Regions from separate parts of the Mus musculus genome. Here regions 1 and 3 are each linked to region 2. The links are chromatin contacts, called in public Hi-C maps. All regions are on one chromosome and are shown on one strand. The core of a region is the stretch at or near the end of the contact, and the rest is flanking DNA. Distances in the headings are between cores, read along the strand shown. Region 1 holds the start of Npy (neuropeptide Y). Region 2 overlaps Gm31226 (a long non-coding RNA gene). Region 3 has its middle 45 kb from the start of Npy.

What was found. Hi-C and Micro-C count contacts between places; a contact is called where the count stands out from the background.
Region 1: a contact with region 2 is called in a Hi-C map of nephron progenitors, with 2.0 times the contacts expected there. The contact joins the promoter of Npy here to the enhancer-like site in region 2. A contact is called at or near these places in 2 of 39 promoter capture datasets (epiblast stem cells and stem cell-derived epiblast-like cells), 1 of 484 Hi-C or Micro-C datasets (nephron progenitors) and 2 of 115 datasets of contacts at active chromatin or transcription factors (SST interneurons and pancreatic cancer cells).
Region 3: a contact with region 2 is called in a Hi-C map of nephron progenitors, with 1.8 times the contacts expected there. The contact joins two enhancer-like sites. A contact is called at or near these places in 2 of 484 Hi-C or Micro-C datasets (both in nephron progenitors) and 1 of 9 other capture datasets (embryonic stem cells).

What each region holds. Positions count from the first base shown.
Region 1 is chr6:49,820,815-49,824,464 of GRCm38.p6, forward strand. Npy (neuropeptide Y) reads left to right here and starts at 1,896. Exons shown (of 4, transcript NM_023456.3): 1 at 1,896-1,987; 2 at 2,784-2,971. The coding sequence starts at 2,784.
Region 2 is chr6:49,652,886-49,656,357 of GRCm38.p6, forward strand. All of the region lies in intron 2 of Gm31226 (a long non-coding RNA gene), which reads left to right. Among named protein-coding and RNA genes, the nearest start is that of Gm31226, 21 kb to the left of the region's middle. Within about 2 kb of position 1,851, at least 10 of the 459 cell types and tissues checked have an H3K27ac peak or open chromatin away from gene starts, as enhancers often do. A contact at or near this core is called in nephron progenitors and pancreatic cancer cells, where this site is marked.
Region 3 is chr6:49,865,863-49,869,562 of GRCm38.p6, forward strand. No RefSeq gene overlaps it. Among named protein-coding and RNA genes, the nearest start is that of Npy, 45 kb to the left of the region's middle. Within about 2 kb of position 1,914, at least 4 of the 459 cell types and tissues checked have an H3K27ac peak or open chromatin away from gene starts, as enhancers often do. A contact at or near this core is called in nephron progenitors, where this site is marked.

The DNA.
Region 1 (3,650 bases), core at 646-3,145, 170 kb after region 2:
GGGATGTCAAAAGTCCAGGAGGTGATGAACCTATGTTCTTTATGGATTCGTGAATGTGTATCCAAGGGAATCTTTCAAACATCCGAAGCTTCTTAGTATATTTTATTGATAGTTTAGAAAAGCTATTACAATGAATGATCACGCATATAAATAAAAAGTCAATGAAGTTGACTTTGGAACAAAGGAGAGAGCCAGCAGCTAGGACACTGCTGCTTTGAATGACGTTTGATTTTGTTTGTTGGGGGAGAGGTTGTTTCTATGAGCTACCAATGATTTCAGGAAGCCACCAAAGGAGTTAATTGATGGAGTGGTATCAGCAGAATGTTGAGAGCTCAAGGCCAGATGATGCAGCTTGGACAACAAGGAAGAGAACAGTGTGACATCCTGGGCACACCCTCCCTTGACTTTATTTTCCAAATGCTGATGGGAAAAGTTCTTGTTTTCAAGCACCGACATTATAAAGGAAGTGAATCAGATTCCCAGAGTCCCTGCTCAAAAGTGGTGCCCCTCCCTCGCGCCCTAAGGTGTACTTTCTCCGAGATCCTGTGACTCCTGCTAAATCCAGGCTTCAACTGATGTGAATCTCTGATTCACTACAAAAATATAATTACATTATTGAACAGTAGTGTGTGCCTTCCTCCTTATCAGAGAGGACTTGTTAGATGCTTTGCCTTTTATCAAATGTCCTCATGTGGGCACAAAAGCAGCCCTGACAGCTCAGTGTTTGTGGCCCTGGTGCAGGTTTCTGACGTAGGGAAAGTGAAGTCTTCCAGCTGCGAGGGATATTGTTGTTCTGGTTTATCATTCGATCACATAGTCTCTCTCTCTCTCTCTCTCTCTCTCTCTCTCTCTCTCTCTCTCTCTCACTCTCTCTCTCTCTCTTCCTCCCTCCCTCCCTCCCTCTCTCCCTCCCTCCCTCTCTCCCTCTTATTAGTAGTCAATTTAGCACTATTTAAACAACCCGCAAAGTGACACTCAAACGAAATCATTTAGTTTAGCTTTAAAATAACGCGTAAATTCCACTTTAGCAATGGACCATTTCACTTAGATTCAAACTTCCAGGGGCACTTACTCAAGCGTACCTTGTAAAAATCCCTATCTGGTAAACATAACTTCAATATCGTTCATATTTATTCAACAAGTTTAACGCGACAAGCACACTGGTGTTGGTTTTTTAATCTGCTCCATTTCAATCTGAAAGCAAGTGCTCATTCAGACGCTAACCAAGCTCACTCGGGACTTCACAGGGTTTACAGACAGGGGTGCGAATCGCCGCCACTTTCCACTCTAGATACAGAAGCTCATGGACCGCGGGCTCCCAGTGGCAGCCTCGGGGAGTTTCTGGCTGAGGCCGAACCCGGCTAGCAGCGTTGGGGAGAGTGCTTGGGGGAGGGCCCACCTTTTGGGGAGACCAGTAGATCCAATGGGTCTATGGAAGCCACTGGGACCTTGCGGTCCCGCACACCTGCACCGGGAGCGGGAAAAACCTCGCTCGCCTGCCTCCCTCCCAGAGCGCGCAGTTATCCCGCGGGCCCCAGATATGCTCCCCAAGTAGAATATTCAGGTCCCTACAGACCCGCACGCAGAGAGCTGACAATTCCCGCGACAGGCAACCTAAGCGGTCCCGCTTCATCTCCCTAGCGGGACTCGACGGTCGGGGATAGAGAGAGGGCTCCGAGGGTGCTCACTCTTGACTGTTCCCTTCTCCCCGCAGAGCGGGCCGCTTAGAATTGGGGTGTGGGTGGCTCCAGACGCCGCCACTCGAGCGGCAGTGGCTCCAGCCTCCTCCCCCGCCGCTGGGGGCGGGAAGTGGCTGTGGGAGTCACCCGGGCGTGACTGCCCCCGAGGCCCCTCCTGCCGCGACAAGGGCGCTCCATAAAAGCCTGTGGGCGACCCGCTCTCCGCATCCCACCGGTGGATCTCTTCTCTCACAGAGGCACCCAGAGCAGAGCACCCGCCGCTCAGCGACGACTGCCCGCCCGCCACGGTGAGTGCCAGGATCAACTGGGACAGGGGCGCGGGCTCCCAGACGCCAGTGAACTTGCCCCGCAGCCGGTCCCCTGAGCTTGCTCTGCCAGCTTGACACCCAGCTCTTTGGGGCGCCTAAATTTCACTTGCTGGACTCAGGTTCTACTGTCCACCTGCCCTTCCCCGGGACCCTCCAATCTGGGCGCCCCGCCTCCGTGCCTCTTATCTTTTGAGGGTAGGGAGAAGAACCTGGGAACACCTATCCCAGGGCAGCGGTGGGGTTTTGTTTGGTTGTTTGTTTGTTTGGTTGGTTGGTTGGTTACAACCAGGAACCCAGATTGCATGTGTGCTCCTAGTGGGAGATTCCCCCAAGTATTGTCTCTAGCACGGTGAGCTCTGTTGCCTCCAAAATCCGAACTGAGCCTCTGGGTATCCGACTGTCACAGCGCTTGTAGCCACACAAATCAAAAGCAACCCAGAAGAAAAGTTTTCTCCTCCAAGGGTGATTTAGGAACGAGAGGAGAAAAGTGGTCATTCTTTAAGATAGAGGGCAGAACTTCCAATTCTGTTCTGAAAAGGGGACCTCTGCCTCTCACCAGGAGAATCGGAGGAAGTTTTCTGAAATATGTGGACGGGGCAGAAGATCCAGGTCGGGGCAAGTGGTCTTCTAAAGATTTGGAAGTGGCGCCTGCCCAGTCTGGGCTTTTATTCTAGGGTCTGGGATGGGATTAGATGAGGGTCTAGAGTGATAGCTGGAATTGGGACAAAGACGAGCAATCTCAGCATCTCCAAGTCTGAGCCTTCTGTATCCACAGATGCTAGGTAACAAGCGAATGGGGCTGTGTGGACTGACCCTCGCTCTATCTCTGCTCGTGTGTTTGGGCATTCTGGCTGAGGGGTACCCCTCCAAGCCGGACAATCCGGGCGAGGACGCGCCAGCAGAGGACATGGCCAGATACTACTCCGCTCTGCGACACTACATCAATCTCATCACCAGACAGAGGTGGGTGCATACGCGGCTGGTACCTAGAGCCGGGAAAACTTGCGGTTCTGGAGATCTTGGACATCAGGGATCATTTCTTTCTCCTTGTTCATAGGGCAGGATCAGACATAAATTCAGCTCTAGATAAATATGTGAGCTGGGTACACACTCCACAAACTGGATACATTGTCTTTGTCACTAGACTTTCTCTCCAAGACCCAAGCCCAAGGTTCAGTGCCTCTAGGCTGTCCTCTGTCTGCCACTTACCTTTCCTGCCTTTTTTGCTTACATCAGTTGGAGATTTACCCAGCACATATCTCGGGGGAAAGGCCTGCATTGGGCAGGGGTGCAGAAGTGTAAAGGTGTAGGGAGAAGAGGAACCCTGATTTAGAGTAAACAACCACAGTCAAAGAAAACCAAGGACACAATCCAGCTGTCAAAAGGGTGGAGAGATCTTTGAGCCTGCCCAGGGCAAAGGGAGTGGCTGCATTTAGGGAAATAAATAAATAAATAAATAAATAAATAAATACCATGGGCTTCTTCTGAACTAATAAAAAGGCTGACTTTTCCCATTTTATAGCAACTGAGTTCTGAAAAGAAAGTGCCCCATTAAGAAGAAACAAAAGAGAACAAAGCCTTTACATTAGGGACTCTGATGGCTACAGCTCCAACTGCCTGGGACCTGAGAGACAGACCACAA
Region 2 (3,472 bases), core at 601-3,100:
GGGAAGCCATGTACCCCAGCTCGGAGGGGGGTGGACAAGGGGCAGTCCTAGGCACCAGGTTCCCAGCTTCGGGCATCCCATACACCGATGGACACCACAGAAGAGCTGAGAATGGAATGGGGGCGCCAGGGGCAGCTCGGTCATCCCTGGGGCCAAAGGGAGGAGAGGGCAGGGAAAGAGGGAGGTACTGGGTGGTTCCCACACAGGCAAGAGTTCTTGGTCCAGTCTGTGGCTGGAATGCAAGAAGACCTTCTGGTGGGAGGTTAGACATGGCTCATTAGGGGAAAGCCTATCCCATTGTTAAAGCACGGCGGGCCTTGATGGGCAGAGACGTTCTATGGTTTTAGAGCTTTATTGTAGAAAGGCAGAGAGAAAGAGAGAAAGTAGAAAGAGAGAGAGAGTCTGGCCATGGCCATGTGGAGATGGGGGGGGGGGAGGAAGAGAGAGAAGGAGGGCTAGAGAGGAGAGTAAGAAAGATGGGGGCTTAAAGAGAGCGAGGAGGGGCCAAGCAGTCCCTTTTATAGTGGGCTGGGCTATCAGGTAACTGTGGGTAGGAGCATACCTGGCTATAGTCAGATAACTGTGGGGGTGGAGTCTATCCAGAATGCCAGGAGCTTGGGACATTGTCTGCGTGACTGATAGTCACATACCTCTTCTGCAGGGGATGTGGGGGTGGTAACTTTGACAGGAGCCAGGGGTCCAGGAGATATGATCGAACATCTTCTGTCCCACGTAGGTGGAAATCGCCACCCACTGGATCCCCCGGAGTTCTAGATCTTTGCTCGAGTGGAGACCAGGCTGTCTGTGCACAGCCCACTGCCCCATAGTCAAACAGTTGTGAAGTTGACCCCATCTCCTAGCTTGACTATGACACATATCAACAACATATTGCATTTCACACGGTGAGGGTCCTAGGCACATTTTATTCTTCAAACTCAATGTTTTCCATGAGGATCACAAGGGATGCAGTTTGATGTCAGGAGGTTACAGGGTCATTGCCCACCTCATCCCTACCACTCCTCTTTCCAGCTTCCTCATCCTTCTGCTGCTGGGTGAGGACAGGTTTCCAGTGGACTAAGCTTGGAGTGGATTGATCCTATTCATTGTCCTGACTGCAGTGGCACTGATACAGTGGCACTTTCAGTAAGTGGCTGCTTGCCACTTTGGTTGTGTGCATTGAAGTGAACAGTCTGTCAAGAGGAGTTGGCGATGGTAGGCGCAGTTCACAGTTTTGATAGGCAAGTCTTTTACTAGAAATCCTCTTTGGTAGAATGAAGTCACTTACATTGACCAGAGCAGATGGAACCCTCATTGTTTGTATCATTTGGTGACAAACAATTTTCTCAACCAGGTAGGTGCCTTTCCTCCTCTTCTGAGACAGACTGAGTTACATCATTAACAATATTGACATTTAATTAATTTAATTAACATTAACATGAGTTACAATATTAACATTTCCTGGTACATTTGCTGGGGGTTTGTGCGCAGTGAATGACGAGGCTGTGCAGGGGCTCTGGGCTGTCGTCCTATGTTTTCAGCTCACTGACATTCTGACATCACATTTTGAAAGAAGACCCATGGCCCACTTCTGGGTCTAGATTGTTCTAGACTGGATGTTAGATATGACTTAGAGGAAAATTACCATGATGTGAGTCTCCAGGGTTCTGGCATGGAGTTTCCCCTTTCCTGGGAAGGGAGTGGAGCTTGTTTAGTATTGTGTCTGTGTGAGCCGTGCATTGCAGGCACATGTGAGCATGTGTGTTTGCCTTCCTTTGTGTGGCTCATGGAAGGCTCCAACCTGTGGACGCTGTGTGGGAACTGCGCATGCTTGTTCACTTCAGCAGCATTCAGTGCGTGCGAGGAAAGGTCTCGTCTGCTGACTGCACTGGCAGGAGCCAGAATGGCCTGTGTTACTCATCTGCATCACTGATCCTTCAGACATCCCTGTTGCCCTTGTAACTTAATGTTCCGGCCAGGCCAGTTTCTAATTTTTCAGCAAGGACAATAAATTGCTAATGATCGTTGGTCTCTCCCTATTCTTAGACTATTGCCTAACACAAAGAGACAGGCTCATTCAATTTGGAAATGTTAATAGGATGCCAAAACCATGTTCTGAGCAAATAAAGGAAGGGCTTTCTCAAATGACCGAATCATTCTTTCCACAATCAAATCCCAACTGTCCCTGTTTGTGCGGCTGAATTAAAAGATGATCTAGACTTTAAATGTATTTATTAACCTAATCATATAGTATCTGAATAAGAAGGAAAGGGATGCCTCTCCCTCAGTGAACTTCCACGATAAAGCTAAGTTTTAGAAAATGAGTTCTAACACTTGCACTCCGTTATTTGCAGAGTACAGTTTTCTGAGACTCGACACTTCCCGTGTGTGCCCATTCAGGTCATTGTTCACTTCACTGGCATGGATTTTAGTATTTACAATATTAACATTTCCTGGTGCTTCTGTCTGTTACCTTCCCTCCTCCCATTTGTGTGGTATGTCACTCCCGACTGGGATCCTCCCATGGAAAGTGAGGGAAAGCTGAATTGACATCAGCTGGTTTTGAAACCTGTGAGCAATTAACCTCCGTGCCAAAAGGAATACTTAACATAATTGTCCGAAAGTTGGGGTGCCAAGCTGTGGCATTTATATTGTTAAACAACATTCCCTCTGGTCTCTGATGCTGATGATCCCTTGTTGTTTTGATTCCCTTGTATGGGGACCTATGGGGTTAAGATCTTCTAGAATACTCAAGAAGGAAATTGCTCTCCTTTCCTGAGAAATTTCCTTTATCTCTGTAAAGACCTTATTTGTACAGCCATTTACTGTTTTGATAATAAGAAATAATTAACTAGTGATTCATCGTATTCTTTGATTTTGTTGGAAGTGTTGCTTGCAATGCTTTAATAACTTTTAGATTGTAATTAACTTAATGTGTATGAGTGTTATACCTGCATGTGTATTTCTGCAGCAGGTGCTGTCTGGTGCTTGAGGAGGCCAGAAGAAGGTGATGGGGCCCTTGGAATTGGGCTACAGACAGCTATGGACTTCCATGTGGGTGCTGGGTATCAAACCTAGCTCTTCTGCAAGAGCAGCCAGTGCTCTTAACCACCGAGCTGAGTCTCCAGCCCCTCCATTTGTAACATTAACAGAGATTTGGCAACGGTACAGACACTTAGTAGATTAATTATCTCTTCTATACAGTGGGTCCCTATTCCTACTCACATGCATATGTCTGTCTGTCTGTCTGTCTGCCTGCCTTTGTATCTGCCTGCCTGCTTGCCTGCCTGTATCTGACTCTGTCTTTCTCTCTTTGGGAAAATATACATTGTGTTCAGATCTCTGTCCTCTAGATGGGATTTTTCTATGGGATTTGGTTTATTTTCTAATGTCTCAGGCCAGTACCCATTGGTTATGCTTGCTATTTGCTCTCTCCGAGTTCTCTTATCTGTAGCATGCATGACTCCTTCTGAAC
Region 3 (3,700 bases), core at 664-3,163, 210 kb after region 2:
GTTTACCACCACACAGAGAAAATAACATTTTTAGCCTAGCCATCACTAAGCTCAGGGCCTGACTCCACCACAGCCTCAGATCCCTGCATAGGGGACGCCACTGCAGAGAGAGGGTCACAGAACTGAAAAAAAGCAGTGTTCATCACTAACGAAAGCTCACATCCCACGGTCTTCGGCTGTGTGAGGAAAGCACTCGGACATGATTGACAGAAGGAAATGTGTGCTAACATTCAAGAGCACTTAGTGGGAAAGATACAATTAAATGGCCAATGTTTCAGCAGCGCTTTTCTGAACCTCAGTCTTAATTTGATTTGACCTTTTAAGCAAAATTACTTAGCAGATAAATTTGTCCTAAGATCGTGGACAAGAATAAGGTGGAACCACACTTACAATTAATTTCTCGCTTGCTAATATTAACTTCTTCCATATATTTTAAACCGCATTGATAGTCATTGTCCTAATGTAGAATTCTACATTTTCATATGCCTTGACTTGGAGCCTTGTATTTTAGTGGCTTCCAGCACTTATTGATGTTATAACCTCAGAACAAATCCCTTCCCTTTTTGCCTCGAGGCACTTATTCTAGCATTAGAGGGGTATCTGTTACTAAAATTGACTGTAGAGAGCTTTAAGGCAGAATTAAAATTGTGTCCCATAAACAGTTGTGCCATTTATATTTGTTAGAGGGTGGTTGCCACCTGGCTTGTTCTGCTTGTGCTTTAGGGACCTAAAGTTATAGGGCAATTTTTCTCATGGAAGTTTTTAATCAAAGTGCCAGGTCCTGTCTAAGTCATCTTGTTGAAACATGATATCTCTAACCCTGGTAGCATTCTGGGAATTTGAATGAGAATATAAATTTGTTTCATTAGGTTTTCTTATTGGTTGACCAAAAAGAAAAATTAACTTTGTGTATATCCACAGATTAAAATATTAAAAATTTAAAGGATCTTTGCCTCCAGATATAGGAGGGAAAGATGTAAATTAATTAAAAAATATCTCCTGAGACTGTCCCACGCTGTTTCTAGCTGTCAGTATAAAGACTGTGGTCAGCATAAAAGAGCATAGCCTACATCTCAAGCTCCCTGCTAGTGGGCTGAATTACCACTTAGTTCACATGATTACTATGTGGTATGCTTTAGTGCTGCCTCTAGATTTACAGATGGGGAAACTGAGGCATGTACTGCACAGGTGACTTGCCTGAGGATATGATGCCAAGATGGCTTTGAACAAAGCACCATCACGGCAGACTCTGTGCTACACTGTACTCCCAGAATTCTCTTATAGAACACAAAGATCTCACCCAACCTTTGACCAGAGACTCTAAATCCCGAAGAGTGGCAGGATGAAAGCCATGTATTTTCATGTCTCAATACCTCAGTGTTCTTTCAAAGGCTCTTCCTGCTCCTCCTTTGGGTTTTTCTGCGACCTTGTCCTAGCCAGCAGTAGGAGAGGGCACTCTGATTTAGAGGAGACATTTTTCCATGGACGCTACATGTAAGAGAAAACAAAGGGAGCCTAAAGAGAAGAAAGGCATTCAGTTCACCTTCTCTGCTTTGAACAGCTCACTGTAACAGGCCCAGATTCATTCATTTGTGATTACAGCAGCTGTACATCGCCTTCTGGTTATTTTGGCTTCTGTTAGGAGAGGCTGGTGTGGTCTTTTCATTTAGCTTTTCTCTCTCCTCTTGTTCCACCTAAAAGGACATGATGAGGCATTTTCTCGATATTCTGTAAAAAAGTCTAAGCTCTCTAAACAACCTATGCCCAGCCTGTGCTGTTGATATTGAACAATAGGAACTCACCTCTCTGGGGTAAGCACGGTTTGCTTTCTGTGATGCAAGCCAGAAGTGCTTGGTGGTTTACAGTTTACCGAGGACATCCTGCTTGGAGAGCGGCTGACGGATACCTGATAGCAGTGGGCACGGTACAGTACATTCTGGCTAGCTTGGCCTGAGAATTACTTTGATCAGTGGCATGCATCCTCTGGGCCCCAAATCAGTAAAAACCTTATGTGTCTGGGTCTTATGTGTACCCAGATTTTTTTAATGTGTTAAAGAACAAAGGAAATGCACAATAGCTTTTATGTTCTGCCTTCTGTTTTTTTCTTCAAGTTTTTCAAACTTGGATAGGACTTCAGAGTTTGTTTAGTTCAACCCCAGACTTTTCTTTGTAAAAAATGTTAGAGACATCTCTCTTCCTTTCTGTTCTGGGATGGGAGTGGTAAGTCTGTCTTGATCGTTGCAATACACCCTTCTTCTGCTGAATTCATTGAGTCCTCTATCATCTCTTGAGTATCTGCTATGTCCTAGGTACTGCTTAGCATCTGGAGTGTTAGGATGTCTTTTTACAAAGGAGATAATCATGTGCTAGAAGTGGACAAACCTCAATCAGCGTCTTAAGTCTCATGGCAACACAACGTGTGTCTTAGCTCATGTGGGTTTATGACTCTTCTGAGCTGTGATGACAGAGCTGAGCTGTTATTACAGAGAATGGGTGGCTTGAAAAGGTCAAAAAAAAAAAAAACGTACAATTTGGCCCTTCAGGAAGAAATATTGTTACATCTGATTCAGTTCCTTTCCCCGTGAGTATCCATTAAGAACAATGTTAGGAGTGGAGTTAGAGGAGGTAGCCCAGGTAAGAGCCATGCTTTACAGAACAGAATGGATGCCACCAGAAGAGGCCTGTAGCTTTCCTAACATAACAGACTACTACCACTGTGAGCACTGTACAGTCAGGATGCTTGGTGGCTGGTGAGAGTTGAGGTTGAAGTGCTCATCTGGAGAAAGATCACATAAGACAGGAAGAATGGTGTGCGGCATGGCCTCACTCAGCATCAGTACTAAGCCTTGGACTAGACCATTCCTTTACCTTGCCATCAGTGATGCTCTCATTACAAAACCTCAGGCATTGTGGGAAATCTTCAGGTATTATGAGAGATACTGAAGTAAGCTGTGGAGTACCCTTTCCATCCCCAGGTACAGATATTTATTGGCTTTCAGAATCTCCAGCAGTACTTACCATGTGACAGAACCTTGGCAATTATTGCACACATACACAATATATATTTGTGTTTATATGCATATGCACATGTATATGTGTGTATACATGTATATTTAAATATTATGTATGTGTGTGTGTGTGACCTTTTAAGCCCATTTGATGATGCTTATGTGTACACCATGTCGGGCTGATGGTTTAGGATTGGATCTACTGGGGATGCATGCCAAGTGAAAAACTGAGATCTTCCCTCTGTCAGCAGCCACTGATGGCTGAAGGCTCTTTATCTAGGGGTGGGCTTGGTGAGAACTCTGCTATTTGTGCCTGCATGTCATCTCGTGTTGTCCTTATGCAAGTCTTGCTGAGGTTGAGATGATAGATTGTTGAGATTTCCTGGATGCAGTTCCCTACCATGTCAAGAAGACACTGTCCTACCATAGGGATCTGGGCCCGCTGCCTCTTACACTCCTTCTGCCCCCTCTTCTGTGCTTTCTACGAGCTTTAGGGGCTGCATTCTAGCTGTATCCTCTGAGGTTGGGCATCCCAGTTGCTTATGCTATGAATTTTGACCAGTTGTGGATCTCTGTAACAGTCACCATCAAAAACACCCTCATGCTCTGAACAATTGGTATAACTGCCTTTATTGACAGGTGACTCAAAATAATCTCTAAACAGAAAGTAGCTAAGTGACAACTCAAGCTGT